2 separate regions of the Mus musculus genome follow, and region 1 is linked to region 2. The links are chromatin contacts, called in public HiCAR-type maps. All regions are on one chromosome and are shown on one strand. The core of a region is the stretch at or near the end of the contact, and the rest is flanking DNA. Distances in the headings are between cores, read along the strand shown.

Region 1 (5,304 bases), core at 2,545-5,044, 510 kb after region 2:
GGAAGAAAATATCCTCTCCCCTCCAAACAGATCCAGAAAATCCTGCCAGGAGTGTGGAGGGGGAGGGATGGGTGGGCGTGGCACTCTCCAAGCCTTCAGAAAAATGGAGGCAGGAAGACTTGGCATTGGAGGAAACAAAGGAAGCCTTGTCTCTGCGGCTCCTCTGAGTAGAGTACATTTCTTGGTCTTTCATATTTCACGGACTAGAGAAAGGACAGGGAGACGGTAAAAAATGGCCTCTGTTCATGTCTGTGGAGGGGCATCTTCTGAGGATTTAAAACTCTTGGCAAAAATATGTATTATAGTTTACGATTCTTTGCTCTCTTCCTAGGTTCATGGGATGTGAGAGTCACAACTGTCCAAGGACCCTCATGAACATCTTAGCCAGCAGACCAGAGTCCTGGAGCACACCCTGGGGTGTGCCTCGCGCCCTGTGTTTACCTTACTGTGGTCTTTTAAAACAAGCTGAGAACCCAGGATCATCTATCCTTGAGTTAGCTTTGGGTGCAGTTACAGAGTCAGGATTAAGATTCGCAGCCAGCTTTCCCACGTGGTAGAAGCTGGGATTTTTTTCAAGAAGCAGAGAGCCGATGCTTTGGCCCTAATTGACCCAAATTGCTGTCACTTTTGTGCCTAAGGATGCTGTGGGCACTGGAGGCTGTATCTGAATAAGGGAAATTAGCAGAAGAATTGAATCACCTGGGTACCATGGTAGCAGAGCTACCATCCAGAAAGGAAAGGCTTGATGCCCTGGCAGCCAGCTCCTTGGAGAAGCATGGCAGGCAGGAGGGGGTGCATTTAGTTACAATCAATTGTTTCTGTGGTACAATAACAGAACGGTGTGCTATCAGCTTTCCGGTCTTCATTTGTATCTTCCAAATTTGATGGGGGTACAGCTAGAGTTCAAGGAAAACATACTAACAGGAGGAGTCTTGTTGTTTGATTTTTGTACATAGCCAGAGCGCAAAATTAACTCCAGTCAGCTCTAGGGGTTCATACAAGGAAGTCTTTTTTATTTTTAAGGGGGATGGCCACCTTCTCTAGTCTAAAGTACTACACTATGTCTGGGGAAGAAAGCTATGATATCCTTCTCTCAGATGGTCCGTTGCCAAGCTAGGACATAGCTGTTCTGTCGCCGATCTTGATCCTTATCTGGCATTGTTCCCTAGTGTATCGAGACTCGGAACAGTGTTCTTGGCCCCACAGTTCTACAGTGGGCACCCTAAATTCCAGAGAAGAGGCTGTGAGGATCTTCTTCTGTGGTGATTGCATCCCTGAGCTTAGTCCCCAAGACCTCTGAGACAGGTTGTGACGTCCTCTTGGGGATCTTATGTATGCATGCAGGGAATAGGGTGCAGCAGTCTAAGGTGTCATTCTTCAGGCCTTTCAGACAAGGTCTGTTTGTTGCTGAAATCGGGAGTTCACCACTTAAGCCGGCTGGGATGCCCAGTCTCTGCCTCCCTGGTGCCTGGTTAGAAGTGAACATCTTTTTGCTTGGGTCCTGGAGATGGAACCCACGTCCTCCTGCTTACGTGGGAAGGGTTTCACTGAGCCGCCTTCCCAAGCCCTCCTGGTGATCTCTCAACACTGGACTTCAGGGTCTGCTATCATCACTGCCTGTTTCCTTTTGGAGAAAGAAGGATTAGCAGTATTTTCAAGTCTCACTCAGCAGTCATTTGTTAACTGTTTCCTCCTGGGTGGACCAATGAGGCACAAAGCAAAGCTGTCCACCTAGAAAGACAGTAAGGAGCCCGGCACGGTTTTGCTTTGTCTTTTAAGACAAGGCCTCACTCTCTAGCCCTGGCTAGTCTGAAGTGCACAATATTCCTGCCTCAACCCCTCTAGGCTGGGATTACATGTCTCATTACACCTGAACCACAACCATTTTTGGATGAGGAAAAAATTTTTTTCAGAAAATGTAAGGTATTATAGATCACTTCAAATGTCACCAGATGTTGTCAGTTCTTTTATTTATTTATTTATTTATTTTTATTTTTAATACAAGTCTCACTATGTAGATGAGGCTAGCCACTGGCCTGAATTTCAAAGCAGTCCTGTGCTCCTGATGCTGAGATTAAAGGCATGTCTGACCACACACAGCTAGACATTCATTATTCTCCTTTTTGTTTCTAGAAGAAATCATGGGGTGGGGGGAATGAAAGGGTTTATAGTTGAAAAATAAAGCTTTTTAACAAAAGATGATGCATTTGGTCTCCCAAGTTCTCAGAATGTGTACCTCTGCTCGTACCACTGCTAAGCATTGCTTTCACAGAATTTCCAGGAAGGGGAGCTGTTTATGCAAATGAGAACTAGTACTGCAAACTTCTATGAGCCAGAGATGAAGGGATGCGGGTGAAGGTCTGGTCTGGGTGTGGGACTAAGAGAGCATAGGTCACAAGCACGCAGGGCTCTGCTGTGCTTGGGGTCTAAACGGTTCCTCCAGAGCTGCTCCTGTGAGGCATCCCTGGCAAGCAATTGGATCATGAGGGCTCTGATCTAAACCATGGACCGATTCCTGGGTAAACTGATGGTGTGCTGGTTAATTTTAACCGTCAAACTTGATACAACCTAGAGCCCCCCAAGTAGAGAGTCTCCATTAAGAAAGCATCTAGACCAGATTGGCCTATGGGAATGTCTGTGTGGGGCTGTCTTGATTGCTGATTAGTACAGGTGGTGCCAGCTCCTTCGCTTTGGCTGCTAAAGTGTACAGCAGCCTTTCATTGGTGTATGATTCCCGGGTTTTAGAAGATAGACTGTGTACGAATAGAGGGGGCTTTTTAATTTTTTTCCTTCCTAACTACTGAAAACTTTACCCAGAACCAAAAGTTAATCTGAGAGCATTAAAAAAAAAAAGAGCCTGAGGCAGAGGCAGGCAGATTTCTGAGTTCAAGGCTAGCCTGGTCTACAAAGTGAGTTCCAAGACAGACAGGGCTACACAGAGAAACCCTGTCTTGAAAAACAAAACAAACAAACAAACAAAAAAGAGACTCTCTCCTACCACTGCTGGAAAGAGCCAGGCCTACGTCCTTCCTCCTCTCTGTTTCTTACTCCCCTTTGTATTATCTGTCTGCCTTTGAGGTGGTTTGGGGGATGTAGAACGGAGACAACCAAGGAAGGCAGGCATGGCAGGATGGGTCAGGCATACGGGAGCTATTGCTACCTCTCAAAGAGGCCACACTTCCAGATCTCCTAACCCACCTTGTGACTGAAAACAGTAGACCGTGCTCACAGGTTACCCTGCTCCCACCACCAAATAACAACTAAAGTGACAGCCAAGGGATAGCTTGATGGTGGAGTGACAGCTAAGCACTGCTGACCTCAGCTCAGTCTCTAATACAGAAAAAGGAAAGGGAGGGGGAAGGAAGTGTGGGGGGTTGATGATCAGCTGGGGTCACAGCTTCAGAGTTTATGACTACTTGCAAAGTTTTACTGATGAATATTTTGTCTTACAAAACATCATTTTCTTCAAAAGAATTTCCCCCGTTAGGTATAAAACTTGTTTTTCTGGCGGCAGCATAATTGTTCCCAAGCATGTATCAGAACGGAGTTCTACCCAGAAGTTTTACTGATGCTAAAACAGCTGGACTAGTATTAGGATAGTTCACTGGGGTTTCATTAAAATCAGCATTAAACACTTTTGTGTCACAGCGTCAAGGGCACATCTTTGGAGCAGAGGTTTCTTCTTAGAAAGTCCCAGCAAGAGCAAGAGAAACAAACCAAAGGCCACTTACCGGGTCTCCCCCTGAGGCAAAAGAGATAGACCGCATATGATGGTTCGCTATGATCTGTCAGGAGAGAAAAAGGGAGACTTGCGGTTAGTGCCTTGCCACATCCTGCAGGGCCTGCTGTGTTGGTGAGCAACATGGGTAACAAGATTTCCTGAGAACTGCCCCCCAAAGAAAATGACAACCAAAAAGCCCAGAGACAGTAGCTCACCTGCCCTCACATGCACAGCCTGAGGGCTGACATGTCCCTGGTTGACCAGAATGCTTCCTTACGCCTCCCAGCAGCTGAGTGAGAATTATGGGAAGCCCATTTTACAGGCACAGAACACAAGGCCAGAGAGGCCAAAGGGCTGTTCAAAGTAAGAAGTATAATAACTCCAGGTCTGGGAAATCAAGGCTCCAACCTGAGGCCAGGACTTTGCCCAGAAGAAAAACATAGGCCTGGAGAGATGGCTCAGGTGGTAAAGCGCTTACCTTACAAGTAGAGGGATCTGAGTTCAATTCCCAAAACCCACCATACAAGTAGGGGAGACTTCATGATAAAAGTCTTGGAAAGATCAAGAATTCAAGGCCCATACCTAAACATAATAAAAGCAATCTACAGCAAACCAGTATCCAACATCAAAGTAAATGGAGAGAAGCAATCCCACTAAAATCAGGGACTAGACAAGGCTGCCCACTTTCTCCCTACCTATTCAATATAGTACTTGAAGTCCTAGCCAGAGCAATTCGACAACAAAAGGAGATCAAGGGGATACAAATTGGAAAGGAAGAATTCAAAATATCACTATTTGCAGATGATATGATAGTGTATATAAGTGACCCTAAAAATTCCACCAGAGAACTCCTAAACCTGATAAACAGCTTCAGTGAAGTAGCTGGATATAAAATTAACTCAAACAAATCAATGGCCTTTATCTACAAAAAGGATAAACAGGCTGAGAAAGAAATTAGGGAAACAACACAATAGTCACAAATAATATAAAATACCTTGGTGTGACTCTAACTAAGGAAGTGAAAAATCTGTATGATAAGAACTTCAAGTCTCTGAAGAAAGAAATCAAAGAAGATCTCAGAAGATGGAAAGATCTCCCATGCTCATGGATTGGCAGGATCAATATAGTAAAAATGGCTATCTTGCTGAAAGCAATCTACAGATTCAATGCAATCCCCATCAAAATTCCAACTCAATTCTTCAATGAATTAGAAAAGGCAGTTTGCAAATTTATCTGGAATAACAAAAAACCTAGGATAGCAAAAACTCTTCTCAATGATAAAAGAATCTCTAGTAGAATTCCATGCCTGACCTACAGCTGTACTATAGAGCAATTGTGATAAAACTGCATGGTACTGGTATACCAACAGGCAGGTAGACCAATGGAATAGAATTGAAGACCCAAAAATGAACCCACACACCTATGGTCACTTGATCTTTGACAAGGGAGCTAAAACCATCCAGTGGAAAAAAGACAGCATTTTCAACAAATGGTGCTGGCACAACTGGTGGTTATCATGTAGAAGAATGCAAATTGATCCATTCCTATCTCCTTGTACTAAGGTCAAATCTAAGTGGATCAAG
Region 2 (5,472 bases), core at 1,458-3,957:
TTTAATTCCAGACAGGTGCCTACGTGTTTTCTCTGCAAAATGGGGAGGGGAGGAATCAATGTGGGTCTGCCATGATTCACGGAAGCCAGACGCGATTTCCTTTCAGGCTATGACTCATCTGAAAATGCGGCGAGAACCTTGACCTTCATGCACTGGCTGTGATTTTAAAAGCACGGTCACTTTCTGCCTGCTTTGAAGATGAATTTAACTCCAGACTCCATCAAGTGTGACTTTTCGTTCCAGGGGGAAACTCCCTGGAAGGTCCGAGGGTAACACAGTTGCAATGGCTCTGCTAAGGGAAAAGTTATTTCAAGCACAAGTGGCTCAACTCTCAGCTGCTCCAGGCTTCAGTGGAGTTGTGCTGACTGCTCTCCTCATAAAGTCTCAGGTTCTCCGTGTATAAAACAAGTGCTTCAACAACCATCTCTGTTTCCTTCAGCCTTCTCTGCATGTCTATAATTTGCTTACTAATTTTCTTTTTAAAATATTTTAAAAGTAAAAGAACATAGATTTTTATTGTTTTATTTTTAAGTGTGTATGTGTGTGTCTTTGTGTGGGCATGTGCACACATGAAGATGCCACTGGATGCCAGAGGCATCAGACCTCTCTGGATCTGGGAATCATGGGCAGTTATCCCGACATAAGCATTGGGAACCAAAGCCATGTCTTCTGAAAGAGCAGGGAGTGCTCTCAACTACTGAGCCAGCTCCCAGTGCCACACCTCTTTATTTTGTACTGAGATTTGAACCCAGGGGCTTGTGTCTGCTGGGCAAGCATTCTGCCACTGAGCTAAAGCCACAGCCTAATATTTTTTAATTAATGTACTTGGAATGTGTTAGGGACCTTTTGAGAACAAAGAAAAGACAACATGACTTAATTAGTGTCTGGGTACTTAAAACTGCAGTGTTCTTGCATTCCTTCAGCCTCAGTATAATGGCAACATTGATGTAGCCTTAGTGTTACAGTAACCCCATAGCCATAGAATCGCCAGTGAAAATACTGTTGCCATATAAGCTGCTCCCTAGCAAAGAGTTTCAGTGTCCTGTTTCTCTGAACAAGAATCCTATAACAAAAGCACACATTCAAATAAATGAGAGAGAAGAAGACAAACAGACACAGAGACAGAGAGAGGCAGAGAGGCAAAGAGAGACAGAGACAGACACACACACACACACACATATATATATACACACACATATACATATATATATATATATATTGTATATATTCAAGATCTGTATGGGGAAAACTGAAGGAAATCAGAGAAAAGATAGTCCATGTTCAAGGATAAGACTTGACGTTGTTAAGACATTCCTCCCAACTTGATCTAGAAGATCCAGTGCGATCCCAGAAGTCGACTTCTTCATGAATATTTACAAACTGATTCGACGACTTTATATGGAAAACCAAAGAAGACCAGAGCAGCCAACACAATATTGAGGAGGGACAGAGCCAGAGTACTGACTCAGCTTCAAGCCTTTGTATGAGGCTCCAGTAATGAAGACATCACGGAATGGATGACAAGATGAATGAATGAATGAATGAATGAATGAATGAATGAATGAATGAATGAATAAATGAAGATACAGAGAGAGCACCTGTCAGGGGTGTTCTCATACACATAGCCAGCTGCAGCAAAGCAGACACAGTGAAGAAAGGGACAACACACCAGACAGGACTAGACATGGTCACCACACAGTTTGTGTTACACTGTTAATATAATATAATAGTTAATATTAAAATGAATCACAGACTTAAAACTAAATGTAAAGCACAAAGCTAAAAATTGTATAAAAGATAACACAGGAAAAACAAACCTAAATGATCTTAGACTTGGTAATAAGTTTTGAGATACAATTCATAAAAGGAAAAACTGGTAAATGGGTGTCATTAAAGATTTCTGGGGAGTCTTCCACTTTGGCCTTTGGATGAAGAAGTAGAACTCTCAGCTCTGCTTGCGCCATGCCTGCCTGGATACTGCCATGCTCCCACCTTGATGATAATGGACTGATCCTCTAAACCTGTAAGCCAGCCCCAATTGTTGTTTTTATAAGGAAAAAACAAGATTTCTGGGGCCTAGGAGACTGCTCCTCTGGTAAAGCCTTGTATGTGTTGAGTTTGGATCCTCCAGGACCCAGTGCCTGTCATCTCAGGGATGATGCAATGAGAAACAGAAAGAAAAGGTCCCCGAAGCTGGGGGCCAGTTAGTCTGGTTTATGTGGCAAAGTCACAGGCCTCTGACAGACCCTGTGTCAAAGGAAAGGTGGGTGACACCTTAGGACTGACCCCCTAGGTTCTCCTCTGACCTTCACATGTGCACCATATACACATAAGCACACATGTGCACCATACATACATAAGCACACACATCCTTTAAAAATTAAAGACTTCTTGTCTAAGGGAGAAACTATTAAAGAATGAAAGAGAAGCTACAGATAAGGTTGCATGGGGCAGCGGGATTGCCAAGCACCACCTCATAAAGTCTTCAGATCTGAATCACCCAAGAACCCTGCAAATGTCTCGGTATTAAAACAAACCGAAATTACAGTAGCAAGCCATCTGACTAGACATCTCACCAGAGAAGAAGCGGAGGCAGAAAACGAACAGATGAGCAAAAAAAAACGTACACTAAGCAGCTACAAGACAACAGTTGAGCCCTGGTAAAAGAGCCCGGATCCCAAACACAGATGACACCAAACCCTGGCAAAGATAGCAGCTGACTCATTCGGTGCTAGTGCGAATGTGAACAGGTGTGGCTACTTGGGGAGACCATGAGGAAGAAGTGCCTCAGAAAGTTGAATACCACCCTTGCCCCAGCACTCCTTGGTGATGAAACAAAGAGTTGAAAGGCTCCAGATAAGTTCACGCGCAGCGGTTTCCTTCGTTGTCAGCATGGAGAAACGACCAAGATGTCCCATACTAGATGAATGAGACTCAAAAGGAAAGAAAGCCGGTGTGTCTGCCCAGTTACTCAGCTGTGAAGGGGAATGAGCTAAACCAGCACAAAAAGACATGAGCTGAGAGCCCTGGAGAGGCACAGCCCTGAGAGGCAGAGGGAGCTTAGGAGAGTTAGAGGCCAACGTGGTCTAGACAGTAAATTCCAGGATAGCCAGGGCTATGTAGATTCTGTCTGAAAACAAAACAAGTATGCAAAACCAACAAAGTCTTCCGCCATTGGGAGGGGGGAACAGTCTGAAAAGGTTACTTACATCTGAGTTCTCCTGCATGGTATTTTGGAAAAGGCTCCAGAGTCTATTAAAAAAAAAAATGTCAGTGTTTTATCAGGATTTGGAGGGCTGGAGAGATGGCTCAGCGGTTAAGAGCACTGACTGCTCTTCTGAAGGTCCTGAGTTCAAATCCCAGCAACCACATGGTGGCTCGCAACCATCCGTATTGAGATCTGACACCCTCCTCATGTGTGTCTGAAGATAGCTACAGTGTACTTATGTATAATAATAAATAAGTCTTTGGGCCAGGGGGTCGGGACAAGAGAACAAGTGTATCCTGTGCAGTTGGGACAACCAACCTTGTTTACTGAAGTGAAAACACGTGACTTGATATTTAAATATAAATAAATAAATAAGGATTTGGAGAACACCAAAGAAGGCAGGAAGGATGAACACTGGGGGCCAAGAGACAGTTAAGGTAGCGACACCCTCCTGTGGCGTTGTCATGGTGAGACTGTGGTTTTGTGTGTGCACCAAAATACCAGAGAACACAAGCGTGAGCCCGAGAGATGCTATGGGCTTCAGTTATGAAAGCAGACAGGGACTGCGTGGTTTCCCACGGGGCTGTGCCCCAATAAGCTTATTGTAGAAAATAGTGTTCAGTCACAAGTCTGCTACACCGGATCTGCTCTCTGCATTGATGACTGTACCTTGGCAGTGAGCAAGGATGGACATCTGTCCCACTCACCATCTGCAAAGGCCACCAGTGAACATGAACACTCACGCTTGTCACCGGTCTCCCATCAGCTATTTCTATTGAGCTTACAGGCTTACAAGACTGTTTTCCCAACCAGGGATTGATAAATGTGGTCTTCGGGTCTGTGCCTTCTCTTTCTTCCTTTAGCAGTTTTTTGTTTGTTTGTTTGTTTGTTTGTTTGTTTGAAACCAAAGTGTTATCATGAAATGCGCTCCTGCTTATCCACCTTTCCTCTTTCGGGTCACACTTCGGGGCCTAGGTCTAAGAATTCTTTTTTTTGTTTGTTTGTTTGTTTTTGTTTTTGTTTTTCGAGACAGGGTTTCTCTGTGTAGCCCTGGCTGTCCTGGAACTCACTTTGTAGACCAGGCTGGCCTCGAACTCAGAAATCCGCCTGCCTCTGCCTCCCCAGTGCTGGGATTAAAGGCGTGTGCCACCACGCCCGGCTGGTCTAAGAATTCTTAAGCCCAAAGTCAAATGCTTTCTCCTATGTTTCCATTCTCATTTACATGTGTGGCCTCTTATGGTTAGATTTTTATTCCTTCTCTCGGTCCATCCACCTCCCCCCTTCCTTCCTTCCTTTCTTCCTCCCTTCCTCCCTTCCTCCCTCCCTTCCTCCCTCCCTTCCTCCCTTCCTCCCTTCCTCCCTTCCTTCCTCCCTCCCTTTCTTCCTCCCTTCCTCCCTTCCTTCCTCCCTCCCTTCCTTCCTCCCTTCCTTCCTCCCTCCCTCCCTTCCTCCCTTCCTCCCTCCCTTCCTCCCTCCCTTCCTTCCTTCCTTCCTCCCTCCCTTCCTTCCTCCCTTCCTTCCTCCCTCCCTCCCTTCCTCCCTTCCTCCCTCCCTTCCTCCCTCCCTTCCTCCCTCCCTTCCTCCCTCCCTTCCTTCCTTCCTTCCTCCCTCCCTTCCTCCCTCCCTTCCTTCCTTCCTCCCTTCCTTCCTCCCTCCCTTCCTTCCTTCCTTCCTCCCTCCCTTCCTCCTCCCTTCCTCCCTTCCTCCCTTCCTTCCTCCCTCCCTTCCTTCCTTCCTTCCTCCCTTCCTCCCTTCCTTCCTCCCTCCCTTCCTTCCTTCCTTCCTCCCTCCCTTCCTCCCTTCCTTCCTGTTATTTATATTTTAAGGACAGAGTCTCATATAACCCAGGCTGACCTTGAACTTCTGACACTCTTGCCACGCACGGCTGCCTAAGGACTGGGATTCCCAGCATGTGCCACCATAGTCAGTGTATGAATGCTGGGCTTGAACTGGGGGATTCATGCATGCTAGGCAAGCGCTTTACCAACTGAGCGTCACCTCCAGGCCCTAAGAATATCTTCTTATGACGTGTGTGTGTGTGTGTGTGTGTGTGTGTGTGTGTGTGTGTATCCCCAGCCCTTCTCTGTGTCTTATTCCTTTCTGTTTTGAGACAAAGTCTCACTCTGCAGCCCAGGCTGGCCTTGAACTGGTGATGCTTCAGCCACAGTCCCCACTGAAATCATAGACATGTTCTGGTCCCTCAGCATATTTAGCTTAATATATTAATATAACATATCTTGTCATGAATTTTGTTAAGCCTGTAC

What was found. HiCAR-type assays count read pairs that join an accessible place to other places.
Region 1: a HiCAR-type map of Th17 cells shows a contact between it and region 2, with 9 times the contacts expected there. The contact joins two enhancer-like sites. A contact is called at or near these places in 2 of 484 Hi-C or Micro-C datasets (Sertoli cells and bone marrow-derived macrophages), 2 of 115 datasets of contacts at active chromatin or transcription factors (Th17 cells and stem cell-derived neural progenitor cells) and 1 of 9 other capture datasets (embryonic stem cells).

What each region holds. Positions count from the first base shown.
Region 1 is chr13:51,469,072-51,474,375 of GRCm38.p6, forward strand. It overlaps Shc3 (src homology 2 domain-containing transforming protein C3), which reads right to left. Exons shown (of 12, transcript NM_009167.5): 5 at 3,732-3,785. Among named protein-coding and RNA genes, the nearest start is that of Gm32834, 53 kb to the left of the region's middle. Within about 2 kb of position 3,795, at least 8 of the 459 cell types and tissues checked have an H3K27ac peak or open chromatin away from gene starts, as enhancers often do. A contact at or near this core is called in Th17 cells, where this site is marked.
Region 2 is chr13:50,958,379-50,963,850 of GRCm38.p6, forward strand. No RefSeq gene overlaps it. Among named protein-coding and RNA genes, the nearest start is that of 1700048B10Rik, 27 kb to the left of the region's middle. Within about 2 kb of position 2,708, at least 8 of the 459 cell types and tissues checked have an H3K27ac peak or open chromatin away from gene starts, as enhancers often do. A contact at or near this core is called in Th17 cells, where this site is marked.